Linked DNA regions of Gossypium arboreum: region 2 is linked to region 1. The links are chromatin contacts, called in public Hi-C maps. All regions are on one chromosome and are shown on one strand. The core of a region is the stretch at or near the end of the contact, and the rest is flanking DNA. Distances in the headings are between cores, read along the strand shown. Region 1 holds the start of LOC108489411 (probable methyltransferase PMT3). Region 2 holds the start of LOC128281527.

Region 1 (7,035 bases), core at 1,772-4,271:
GTAGCCATCCACAATAAAACTCCTAATGGTTCCCCTCCATGGTACAACTCCTAGTTGTATCCGTCTACGACACGACTCCTAAAGGTACCTATCTATGGTATGACCCATAATGGTATCCATCCATGGCATGGTTCGTATAGGTACCCATCCACGGTATGACTCCTAAAGGTATGCATCTACGGTACAACTCCTAATGGCACCCATCCATTACACAACTCTTAAAGGTATCATCCATGGTATGGCTCCTAATGGTACCCCTCCATGGTACGACTCCTATGGTACTCATCCACGATACAACTCTTAAAGGTATCTTTCTACGGTATAACTCTTACTAGTATCCTTCATGGTATAACTCCTAATGGTTCCCATCCACGGTACTACTCCTAATGGTACCCATCACAGCACAACTCCTAAAGGTACCTTTCTACTGAGGGTTCATTTATTGGATGGTAGCTTACCTTGTTACATCTGCATAATCCTGAATGGTTGGTATTGCCTTCGAGGCAAGCTTAATTTTGAATAGTTGCTTTACCTTCAGCATTAGCACAATTTAAATACTTATGAACGGTTGCGATGCCTACGATGCTGACATAATTCCAAATACTTGCAATTCAACATAGTTTTTGTAAAAAGAAATGCAAGTAGATTTTTGTCTCACACAAGGTCACTTTATAATATTCCTTTCGACTAGGGGGCAATGGTTATCATGATGTGGGTCCCACCAAGGATCACTATATATAGTCAACTCTCTCTATAACAGCCACCTATTATAACAATATTTCGCTATAACAATTAAGTTTCTAGAAGAATCGATTTTAATGTTTTATTTTAACTCTTTATAATAGTTTTCATTTATAACAACAACATTTATAGTTATGAAGTACATACCTTATTAAATTAATTATCAATAACAACGTATAATCTAAATTTTTAAGTAAAATTATAGTTATTTCATATAAGCAAGCCTATTAATTATTGTTTATTAAATGAAAATGATCTTAATTAAAATATTACATCAATAAAATGATTATATTTCACATGAAATTTATTAACTATATTTTATTAAATGAAAATAATCTTCAATAAGTTAAAGTAAAGATATCAATTCTACTATGAATTTGGAACATCATAAGCGTATAAATTGATTACTTGAATTTAGTAGCTCATGATAAATTAATTAATTTAATTTGATAACTTATGTTGATTAATTGAACTTGTTAGATTTATGAACTTTATAATTACTCATGTGAAAAATGTAAAATAAAATATGCATAAAACATTAATATATGCATACATCTTTTAATTTTGTTAATTTGATTATCACTTTCTTTTTTGAATATAATTCTCACTTTCTTTATTTGATGAAAATTCACGAACCATTATCTATCTATAACATCATGCTATTATAAGTGTACTATAGTCACCTCTCTATAATAGACAAAATCTGGATAGACAAATAGAGCTGTTATGAAGAAGGTTGATTGTATATATAATTTTTAGGATTAAGGTAACGGGGCTTCTTTTTTGGGGTTCTTCCTCTTTTCCACTCTTTTTCCACTCTTTAGCCATCATACCCATTTCTTAACTTACTCTTCAGCCATGAGATCTCTCCATTGCTCCTCTCTCTCATCTCCTCCTCTTATAACTCTTCGCCTTATAAGGTGAATTGTTCTAAATTCCCTACCACATTTTCCTCCTTTCCTCATTTCTTATTGATTTCTTGTAGCAACAAATTAGATAATGATTAAAATACCATTGTTTTACAAATTAAATTATATTACTTTAGATGTTATAGAAAAATAGAAAAACACAAAATTTTTAATTAAAACCTTATAATTTTAAACATTTTTATTTTACCATTTTAAAGTCTCATTTATTATTATATCAATTTTTATAATTTTATTTCTTACATAATTCTTGACTCTATGCATTTTAATATTTTAGAATTTCTGATTAGTTTTATTATTAGAAAAACAAACATTTTTAGAAACTCAAATAAAATAATTTTTATTGCAAATAATAATATCATTTTATTTACTTTTGATTTTCTTTTAATTTTTTTTTGGGTTTTAGAGTTTCTCATATTTGATAGTTAATATGAGTTTTGAGTTTAGATTAAAATCTATATAAGGCTTTATTTGATAAGTCATAAAAAATTTAAATAAGATGAAAATTTATATAAACAAATCATAGAATTTTTAATGAAAAAGGTTGAAAATAATAAATAAATAGAGAGCTACTTATCTAATTTGGAATTTTTAAAATTTTTTATACTTTTAACATTAACCTTTAAACATTTTACCTTTAAAAGTTTGAAATTATTATTTAACAAACAATTTAAATTTAGTACTTAATTTTAAGTAATATATCAAACAAATTTTATAATTTAAATTCAATACTTAAATTTTTACATCTTAATCTTTCGGTAACACATAATTTTATGATGACACGTGGATATAGATCTTTTTTTTTGCATTATAAATAAATGGTTAACTTTTTTTTGGTCTTTCTACTATGTTTAAATTTGAGTTTTAATCCTTATACTTTAATTCCTAATATAATTTGGTTTTATATTTTTATAATCTTATTAATTAGTTTAAATAACTAATATATTAACTTTTAAATTAAAATGGTACATGGTTATATATAATTAAAAGTGAACTTTTAAATTTAAAAATATAAGGATTAAATTTTGAAAATAAAATAGAGGCTAAATACTCTCAAATGTACGAAGTGCATAGAGACTTAAACCCATCGTTATTTGAACTGGACCAAAACCGGCCAAAAGAGTCATCAGACTAATCGATTAAATCATGCTAAGAAAAGGGTTGAATTAATTTTAAATTTTTTAATAATTTATTTAATAAATTGTATCAATATAATTGTTTTTGACTAAATTCTAAAAATTTTATTTAGAGTATTAGAAATTTTTACAATAAATAGTTATAGTTTTAAATTCTGAAGTTAAATAAACTCAAATAACTTAATTAGAAAACATGAAAGAGACCAAAATTTACTTCTGATTTTTATGATTTCCAAACACGACAGCCGACACTAACATTAATCAATTTAAAAAGAAATTTGCATTTCGTACAAATCATAGATCCAAACATAGATCCTTTGAACACCAACCTTGGAACGTAACACTGTTTCTCTCTCTTTTATCTCCCGGGCTGTAGTTCATACATACACTACCTCTCTAAAAATAGCCCCTCCTCTCTGAAAATAGCATTAGGGAAAAGAAAAAAAAAATACAACTAGATTCTTCGAGGTCTAAATTCCCTCTCCCCATTTTTTTCTCCCTTTTTCTTTTTTTGTTTTTGGTTCTTTCATTTAGGGAGATAACTTATAGTATCTTTTTCTTAGATCTCAACTCCACTTTCTTGCTCCCTTCGTTTTATTGATTGAAACCCAGTAAGGCTTTGATCCTTTTAAGCTTGTTTTCTTTGTGAGCATTGATGGGTTTTCACTGAAATTTTGTTTTCGTTTCTTTTATGGAGATCTGACTTATATGTTCTGCTTGTTTTTGTGGTAGTTTTAATGGGTCAATCTTGATTTCTTATCTTTACTATCAAATGTTACTGTTTTTGTTTTCTTTGGAATCAAAGTTTGATTCTTGATGGTTTAATTTGGTTTAGTTTTTTTTTTTCTTAATGCTAAAGTTTGGATTTGAGTTGAGTTTTTGAATCAGATCTGTTGCTCTATTTCATTAGAGTTACTAAGTAGCTGTCGTTTTCATGATTCCAATTGTTTCAATTCAGTGAAAAAAAAAGGCATTGGTTTCATGCTTTTAGTATCTTTTCATGGATCAATCTTTTTCATTGCTTGGTTGTCAATCAACTGGTTACAAGTGTCGGCAGTTAGCATCTTTTAGCATACTCGTTTCCTTTTGTTTTATGTAATATAAGTTTTTATCCTAGATTTTGACTATTAATATGGATCTGAGTTGTTAAACAAGTTTCGTACTTGCTTTTGAACTTTATTGTTGAACCTTCTGCAAGACCATGTTATGAGTTAAAGGTTATAGATTGATGCTGTTTCACCGGAACAGTTAAGTGCCTTAGTGTCATTAGACAAAAGGGGTTGACATGTTGAGTGTTTCATTTATATTATTAAATTCACCATTTTGAGCTGGACAGATTTGAAGATAGTATAGGTTGAGGCTTTTGGGGCTTCTTAGTTGTTTAATAAGTGGGTTCACTTGCTATTTTTGGTGTTATATTTAATTTTCTAGTTCAATGTTCAATTCAGCTTGCTTTGTTCATTGGTGGCTGGCTTTGCTCTTACTCTCTTTCATCATCTTTTATCGATTAATTGATTATTTGAAGTAATAGTAATATGATCTTTTAAACTTGAGTTTCAGTTTTTTTATTCTAAAAGTATCTTAGAAGAAGTAACTTAAGCAACTTGTGTGTTTAACTCACATGCTGAAAAGAGTTACCTGATTGTTTCTTTACTTGTCTGTTTACAGGTTTGATAAGTTTTCTTCAGTGTTAGTCATTCTACTGAATAAACTAATGCTAGCAACAAAAGAGTTCTATTTTGGATATAAAGTTTGACGTGAGATCGACTAGGATAAGGAGATCTGTTTTGTGACGATATAGAGCACAAGTGGAAACTGTTGTGAAGAATCGTATTCCTAAGGAAGGATGAGGGGAAGACCTGATGGAGGCCAAAAGAAGCGATTAATCGCCTCTCTCTGTGCTGTGGCGATCTTTCTTGGTTTTCTTTATGTATATTATGGATCGTCAAGCCGTGGTGCTGCAGATCTAGGATATGGCAGCAAATCTTTGAGAAAACTTGGATCATCTTACTTGGGTGGAGATGATGACACTGATGGGAAGCAATATGAATCTTCAACAAAATTCGGACAGGATGAAGGAGAAGACATCGTACCAAAAACTTTCCCTGTAAGTTTCTTTTTATGCTGACTCATTTCTAGGCACCTTTGCACCCCTCAGGTCTCCGTCCTTTTGTCCTTTTCCTTTGCAGTTAGTTTTATAGTTAGTAACTTACTGTTCAGCTTGTAATTAGTTTTATAGTTAGTACCTTACTGTTCAGCTTGTAATTCCCTGTAGTTCTTCCCTTGGTTAGTTGCCTTGTCTTATAATATCTCTGCTTATGACTTTAAAGGTTTGTGACGATCGTCATTCAGAATTGATTCCCTGCTTAGACAGACATTTAATATACCAAATGAGATTAAAGCTGGACTTGTCTGTGATGGAGCACTACGAGCGTCACTGCCCTCCTCCTGAAAGGAGATACAATTGCTTGATTCCTCCTCCTCCAGGATACAAGGTACTGATTCTCATAAGCTGACAATCAGATTATTTTGCTGTATATTGTTAAACCAATGGTAATAATCATATTTATCATATATTTACGGTCTTTTTAATTCATGTGAAATTACAGGTCCCAATTAAGTGGCCTCAAAGCAGAGATGAAGTATGGAAGGCAAATATTCCCCATACACACCTTGCACATGAGAAGTCTGACCAGAACTGGATGGTTGTACAAGGTGAAAAGATAGTATTTCCAGGGGGAGGAACCCATTTTCACTATGGAGCTGACAAGTATATTGCTTCAATTGCAAATGTAAGACCACCATTGCCTACTGATTTCGGCTCAAAAGAAACTATATTGATACATGAGCAATAATCTTGATCATCTACTAAAGAATGGTCATATGTGTTTGTCTACCTGAGTTTTCTTCTTGTATCATCATTCCTTTCACTGTTCACAGTTGATTCTTCAAATATTTGAACTTCTCATATGGTAGAAGCAGTAACTCCTCTATGATTCTGAATTTGCAGATGCTCAACTTTTCACACAACAATTTAAATAATGAAGGAAGAATACGAACAGTTCTTGATGTTGGTTGCGGTGTCGCAAGTTTTGGAGCATATCTTCTTTCTTCTGATATTATAGCAATGTCATTAGCACCCAATGATGTGCATCAAAACCAAATCCAATTTGCCCTGGAAAGAGGAATTCCTGCATATCTTGGTGTTCTAGGGACCAAAAGGCTCCCTTACCCGAGCAGATCATTTGAACTTGCTCACTGTTCTCGCTGTAGGATTGATTGGCTTCAAAGGGATGGGATTCTTCTTCTTGAGCTAGACCGGTTACTTAGACCTGGAGGCTATTTTGCCTATTCATCTCCAGAAGCTTATGCACAAGACGAAGAAGATCTTCGGATATGGAGAGAGATGAGTGCCCTTGTGGGCCGTATGTGTTGGAGAATAGCTGCAAAGAGGAACCAAACTGTCATTTGGCAAAAACCTTTAACAAATGATTGTTATATGGAAAGAGAACCTGGTACAAATCCCCCAGTCTGCCGCTCTGATGATGATCCAGATGCAGTTTGGGGTGTACCAATGGAAGCTTGTATCACTCCTTACTCTGACCGTGAGTATATTTATTTTTCAAAGTTGCTAATATTAAAATTTTTTCCCCACCTTGATTTTAAAGATTTTGTGGTATTCTGCTTTCATTTTTGAATTGTTTCTCTTCTGCCTGAGTTATATTATATCTGGTGCATTCACTCAGCTCATTTATTCTTTTTGAAGCTTTGTTAGTTATAGAATCTGTAATTGTTGCTTACTGTGATTCCAAGCCGTGCTATATTTTTCAACCAAAAATTACAAAGATTCTTTTAGTTGATTTCTTTAAAAGGTTGGACCTTTGAATTTTATGTTAACTAAAGCTTCTCTTTGTTTCTATCAGATGACCAAAAGGCCAAGGGGAGTGGATTGGCTCCGTGGCCAGCCAGATTGACATCTCCTCCTCCTAGACTTGCTGATTTTGGTTATTCGAATGAAATGTTTGAAAAAGACACGGTAATTAAGGCAGCATTATTTCATCTACGCCTTTTGTTTGTGAAAATTTTCTTGTGCTTGAATTGTGATTTATGCAGCAATAACAGATATAGTTGCTAATATAGCCTTTGCAATTTTGTAGGAAACTTGGCGTCATCGAGTTGAGAGCTATTGGAATCTCTTGAGTCCAAAGATTGAGGATGACACTTTGAGAAAT
Region 2 (7,035 bases), core at 1,303-3,802, 190 kb after region 1:
ACATAAAGCAACACAACTCGAAAAGCATTTACATTAGATACGTTCAGAGCAGGAGAAATCCGAGTACATAAAATTTGAATCCACATTTTTGCAATTGGAAACATGATTGCCTAGTTAAGCAAAAGTGGGAGATACATTATGGGGCTGATGTTTCCACTCGCCTCTCCCTTCAGTCAAATAATTTATTACATTGTCCATACCAATGTTTGTATAAAAATTTAAATCAAGAGTTTAAAAAAAATCGTCCAGTTGATATGGAATTTATAATATTTGCAAATTTTCTTGGGAGTGACAAGGACTTCTTTACCCCTAAACGTCACATGTGTATGGATGTCTCCCGGTAATTTTCTCTATATTTTAGTCAAGAATAAAACTCTTTACTTCTGGGGTGACAGTCGGTTCTTTAGGGGTTAAGCAAAAATCAGTTCATCCGTGATTAAGGGTGAGTGTTTGATTGAATCGAGTGAAAAGTTTTTGAGTTAATCAAGTTGACAAGTCCTATTTTATCATCTTAACTCGATTTGAATTTTTTTTGAATCGAGTCAAGTGAAATGAAATTTGAGTTGAGCCGAATCGAGTGAAATTATTCGAGTTAAATTAAAAATTAAATATGTCAAATTAAAATCTTGTTACAATATAATTAATTTCATGTTAATGCACATAAATTTGAAATCGTATATATTTAAAAACTTTTTCAAAGCAAAATAAAAAATATATTTTAATATGATAAACTTGAATCATTACTTAACTTATTTAGGTCTCCAAAGTTATTATCCTAGAAATTTTTAATTTTTTAAACTTTCTTTATATATTGTTTTAGAAATTTTATAATTTTTTAAAAATGTAAAATTTGGAATCTTTATAAATATTTTAAATTTTAAAAATTATTTTAAATTTTAAAAATTATTTTGAATTATTTTGTAATTTTAGAGAGACAAATTTGTTTATTTTTATACTTGACATGGACCAAAAAAGGTATTTACACCAATATTTTATTCAAATTATTTGAGTTATTCGAATTTTAAAATTTAACTCGATTTGAACTCAAAACTTAAATTACTTATTTGAGTTGACTCGAATAAATCGAAAAACTTGATTCGATTAATTCGAAATTTAATTTTTTTTAATCGAATCGAGTTTTGCTCGCCCCTATCAATGATATTGAGTTAATTTATATAACTTATTGATAGAGTTAAAACTCTTTTCTTGTATAAAAGTTTTACCTTGGATTTTGAGAAAATATTTTTCAACGTCTTGATGTGCAGGACATTCGTAATCGAAATCCACTGATTGCTTTGTGCTTTTAGTTTTTCTCAGATTTATTTGATGCCATATTAAAATGTTTCCAAATACTCAATTCAACCGAATTTCTAACCAAGCAATCTTAACCTAAAAATCTAACAACAATCCCAAAAATATTAACAAATAAAGTTTGGAACCGTTAACATTGTTTGTCGATATCTTTGAGAATGCTGAAAGATCGTTGTTGTGGAACTTGAATGCTTTAGTACCTGCAAAAGGAGAAGAAACAAAGCAAGAACAAAAAGAAATTACAGCAGAAAAACAAAAACAATGGCAACAGTCACAACGGAAAATCGTTGGGGAGAGGGTTTTGGGAGAGTTTACAAGTTAAAAATATGTTTTAAAGGGCTAAATAAGGTTAAGTATATTTTATAGCTAGGTTTTTGGCTTAGAAACCGATGGGTTTTAGGGTTTAAGTGTTGGGTTGCATCACTGGGTCAGTTTTTTGTTGTAGAACCTGACTTGATGTCGCGACACCAATTCTCATTGTCGTGAGATTCATACCTGGAAATTCCAGGTTTTGTTTTGAACCGCGATACTGGAGTTCGATGTCTCGACATTTCCCCTGAAAAATCATAATTTAATTTGAAGTACAATGTTGCGACATTGCTGGCCCAATGCCCCAACACAAGCTCTGTTTTTGAAAAGTTTACATTTCTCAGGGTGACGGACTAACAGATATTCAATTTTTACCTACTCATATTAATAGAATAACCTCAATGAAAAACATACTTCGCCTCCTACTATATCTTACTCCTACATAATAACTAAAATGAGTTCAAAAATACGAAAATTAAGCATCCAAATTTTACAAAATTTAATGAACTTCAATGATAAAAAATTATTAAGTGTTGCTGACAGATTAATCTGATAGCTCATTAAGTCCTCTCATTGAACTACAAGCATACCTGAGTCCTTCAACTTGCCTGTCTCCTTCGAACAATCCTGAGTACCTGTACACATGGAACTACAAGCATACCTTCGATCAAGGCTGCTAGTGGTTCGAAAAGATAATAAATTATAGTTATCCCCTAAGTAACCTTCGGATTCCTCATACTTGGAGGGATTACCACATTTAAATACTTCCACTTCAAATGGGAATCTCATGATCTTCCGCAAAGTCGAGGACAACAAAATCTATTGGAACAGTAAATTGCCTCACCTTGACCAATACATCTTCTATTACACTTTTTGGGTGTACCAAATACCTATCAGCCAATCATAGTGTTATCGACGTACTTCCAGCTTCCTTAATCCGAGTTTTCTATCGGTGGATAGTGGCATTAAATCAATACTGACCCCTAAATTGCATAGGGTCTTACCAAAATTCATATCCCCTATCTCTATGAGAATTGTAAAACTACCCCAATCTTTTAATTTTGGGGATATTTTCTTAGTGTTTATGGCACTGTAGTAGGTATTACCTTTCTTTAATTTCCTATACCTAGACATAATTTCTTTTAAAAACTTGGCATACTTAGGAATTTTTTTCAATTAAATCCAATAAGGAAAAATTAACATTAAGGTACTTAAATAGATTCAGAAAATTTACAAACTCAACTTCGTCCCTTTTCCGCCTGTCCTCAAGCCTCGATGGGAATTTCATGATCTTCCAATTACTTTGTAGTGCTCAAACACACCCTAATAATCTCTAATTGTAAGACATGTTTTCATTATTAATATTTAATCAATGATTATGACTAAAGGTGTCTAGGGGTTAAGCCGAATCTTAGTTCCAAAATATTTATCAAGTCCAAACTCATTTTTTGGCTGATTCTCTTAAAAAACCTGTTTTACTATTGAAAAAATAAAAAAATATATTTTTATTTTCTATTTTATATACCTTTAAACTTAAATTTTAATTTATAAATATTTTTTATTATTTAAATTAAATTTGAGTCGGATAAAAGTATAAAAATCTTTGTTTAATCCTAAACCCAAATCAGGTCGGGCCAGACTCCACTTTTGGACAGGTCCAATTATCACGTTATGTTTAATTTCTATTAGAATTTATAAACTATCATGTAAACAAAACCCACTAAAAACATCTCAAAACTTCTGTGGAGGAAGTATCAGGTGGGGGCAAGTATAGACATATTCAAGGAAGTGATTTAACTATTCAATCTTGCTTCCTTTGATCATATCAGCCTGATAAATTCTAAATTGCTATTTAAATATACATTTTTAAAATCAGTACCGAAGAATTTGTTGATTTTAATATAAAAACAACAATTTTAATCATAAAATTTCAATTATTTATTATAGAGCCTCATTCTTGTATTGAAGAAAGGAAGGAGGATATGGGAAACACAAAATGTTGACCAAATCGATATATTTTTAGTATTAAAATATTTATATTTCTTATTTATGATGAATACCTGTTCAGAAATCAAATTGGGTTTAATTTATTGAATTATTTAGAATTAAGACAAAATTGATAAAATATATAAATATTGAGAACTAAAAATACTATTATACTTGTTCCGATTTATTTCTACCTCCCTCACTTGGAGATGATTTTTTATTTTTTTAGAAGACAGATCCTTGATTCGACATGTTTGGAAGATAGCTAGATGCCATACATATAACTCAGCCTTTAAGTTTGACACTAAGGGAGAAGCTAGAAAATTTTGTTAGGGGACAGATTAAATAGTTTTTATGATAGAAAAAAATTACAATTTCACCATTTTAATAGCCTATATCTTTATAATTTTTAAAAAATTAATTAAAATTTTATCATTTTTAAGGGGCTAAAATATAATTTTATCTTTATTAATAAAAAATTTTAAAAGTTTAAATAAAAAAAATTATTTTAAGCGTCCAAGACCCTTATCAACCTCCTAGCTAAACCCTATTTAACATGTATCATATACATGTCTAATAGAATTCGCACCTAAGTATCATCATATGCACTCACGTGTCTTCCCTCGCACATGTCTTCCTTGCAAGGGGCTGACCTCTCACCTCAATACACATTCATGTCTACCTCGTGAGATCACGAGGGTGTCGGCTAGAGGTCCAATTCCAAGTCATATTCTATAACAATGCCTATTATAAAAGACCACGTGAATAATTATATTAACAATTTAGCGGAAAATGACTAAAAACAAAAACAATTGAAAACGTTGGTGACAAAATTACAAATTTTTATAGTTTAGTGACCAAAAACTATAATTTACCCAAGCTCAGAATATAATGGTTTATAAAACCTCACATTGAGGAACTTCCCTTTGAACACGAATTACTCTCTATGTTATGCCAAGTATGGCCCCTCCTGACTCAACAACACTTTCATCACTCGAATCTGTTGTTACTACTTTCCAAGACCAGTATCAGTGAAAGGGAGTAATGCATAGGACTACAAAAATTAACACCGAAGTCCAAACCCCAGACAAACACTTATATTGGAGGAAGACGATCAGTCTAGATATCCAACACCACATTTAAAAGGGAAAAACAAAGATAACAATCCGTTTATAATGACTTTTCCATAATTAGTTACTACAAAATATGCTACTCAAAACAATAACAATCCGTTTATAATGACTTTTCCATAATTAGTACTACAAAATATGCTACTCAAAACAATAACATTCGAACATGCTAATCAAAATTCTGGACCGCTAGACACAACATAAAAAACCTCTTGATAACTTAAGCCACGAGTTGCATGCATAAGATTTTGCTGGACAAAAATACCAAGCCGAGGAACAGCAGAACCAATTTCACTCTTCCATGGGCTGATTCTCTTCTGTCTGTGCTTGGGATACATTGACTTTGATTTTTGGAAGACGAAGTGATGAATCTTGTGCAAGTGCGAGCGGAGCTTTGACCAAGTGAATGCCCTGCTCCAATTGCTTCCTTGCTTCTTTCTGCCTCTGGACTTTGCCTGTCTTAAGCCTGGAAAAAGATTTAAAAATGGAAGGGTTATTATTTACCAAAGTGCATGTTATAATATCTTTCAATGGGAAATGAAAGCACCACAAACCAACCTGTTTTTGATGTGGTCAGATGCCCTGTCTGATCTGATTTTATCAATCTTTTTAATAGCCTTCAGAGTATTCTCTGCAAGGTTTCTATCATATCTCTCCGGCCTATTACGTTTTCTCTCAAACTCAAATGTTGAATCCTGGTGCAAAAAAGAAAAGAAATAGAAATCAAGCAGTGTTTTGGTATAAGCATTGTATTAATGCAATAAAAAGCCCAAAATCAATGCCTTAGGTCTATCACCTGTGTCATGTCCTTTCCATGCAAACGCCTATAGGCCTTGGTCCATTTTACTTTACGGGGATTCCTCTTCATCTTGAAGTTCTTGTGGCATTTCGATCTACAGAAACGGAAAATCTGCAAAAGTTTGGACCATCAGAAATTAAAATCAATGCAAACAGCACGAATGACATGTAGGGAACATAGTACTATACATTATTTTAATTGATGCCTTCAATCTGGCATAAATGTTGCTGAAAACTGCATGTATCTCAACACCGCCATGCATAAACACATATACTAAGTATCAAATTTTAGGCCACTACATAGAGAAATGCAACAAAAAAGAAAAATACTGCAATGAGAGTAACTAAAAAATGGATGAGAAAGACATCAAGGCCCGACAAACCAAAGGCCAACTCCATAGAATCAAACCAAATGTGTAGCATGATAAGCCAATATGGATAAGAACTAAATAGAAACAAACAAAAGCAAAGAACCTTTAAGAGGAATAAAGTAATATAACCTCTGAATACATGTAAAAGTAAGAAAGAAACTCCTACCTTGGCGTCGTTGCGAACAAATTGAATACCATGCCCCGGATATACAGTGGAGGAACAAAACCAGCACTTCTCTAATCTCATTCTTCTTAAATTAACTAACAAAACACAATTTCCTGAACAGAAAATAACATTGACAATATCAGAAATCATTTCATAACGAGACTAATTAGCAAAATTTAAGGGGGCATCACAATCTTAAATTGCATAAGTTGGCAATAGCATGAAAAGAGAATCATGTATAAACTGCAGCATATGATACTTCCGTACATTCAATTCATCAGGTTTTCAAGTTTATTCATCAGAAATTATCAAGCATAGACGAGACATAAAAAACCCTAATAAAGAAATTCGACCTAATTATTTTACCCAAGTGAATCAAAATTACTTATTAAAAAAAGTAAATTCACTAAGTTTCAAACCCTATTTCCAAGGTCAGATTGCGTTGAATTAGCCATGTCGAGGCGGCACCATCCACCACTACTAAAGACCTCAATAGCGGTGTGAATAAATTTCACATCAATAACAGCGGATCGCGGCCGCATAAGGCAGCGTAACACGGTGCTAAACAGATGGCTTTAAAAAACCTCCTCAATAAAGTAAGACACAAAGAGTAACAAGCAGTAGGACCGAAAACAGAAAATCAAATATATTGAAGTGATGCAGAGGCAGAAAGCTATTAACTCAAAATCTCACGATAGAAGTAGAAATCTTCGAGATAATTTAGGGATTCAAAAATTACGTTATTCGATTTCCTGGTCGCGTCAAGAGAGAGCTTGAACCAGGGACTGAAGAAGGAGGAGGCGGCGGCGGGGACGTATGAAGAGAGATGTGGTTGAATGGGTCGGGGATTTTTAAAGGAAATTTTAGGGAAAAACTTTTATGGTATATAATTTCAGGTTTAATTTTGAATTCATCCCTCAACTTTAGAAAAATTAAAATTAGCATTTTATTTTAATTTGTCAGG

What was found. A called contact is a pair of places that touch in the nucleus more often than the background predicts.
Region 2: a contact with region 1 is called in a Hi-C map of leaf, with 5 times the contacts expected there. The contact joins the promoter of LOC128281527 here to the promoter of LOC108489411 in region 1. A contact is called at or near these places in 2 of 5 Hi-C or Micro-C datasets (both in leaf).

Annotation. Positions count from the first base shown.
Region 1 is chr10:92,072,520-92,079,554 of ASM2569848v2, forward strand. It overlaps LOC108489411 (probable methyltransferase PMT3), which reads left to right and starts at 3,022. Exons shown (of 8, transcript XM_017793948.2): 1 at 3,022-3,414; 2 at 4,472-4,910; 3 at 5,134-5,298; 4 at 5,413-5,595; 5 at 5,814-6,408; 6 at 6,727-6,839; 7 at 6,961-7,035. The coding sequence starts at 4,650.
Region 2 is chr10:92,263,984-92,271,018 of ASM2569848v2, forward strand. It overlaps LOC128281527, which reads right to left and starts at 2,553. Exons shown (of 2, transcript XM_053019724.1): 1 at 2,211-2,553; 2 at 1,295-1,511. The coding sequence starts at 2,409. The coding sequence ends at 1,390. LOC108487341 (probable ribosome biogenesis protein RLP24) reads right to left here and starts at 6,951. Exons shown (of 5, transcript XM_017791655.2): 1 at 6,811-6,951; 2 at 6,072-6,184; 3 at 5,533-5,646; 4 at 5,295-5,431; 5 at 4,745-5,202. The coding sequence starts at 6,152. The coding sequence ends at 5,028.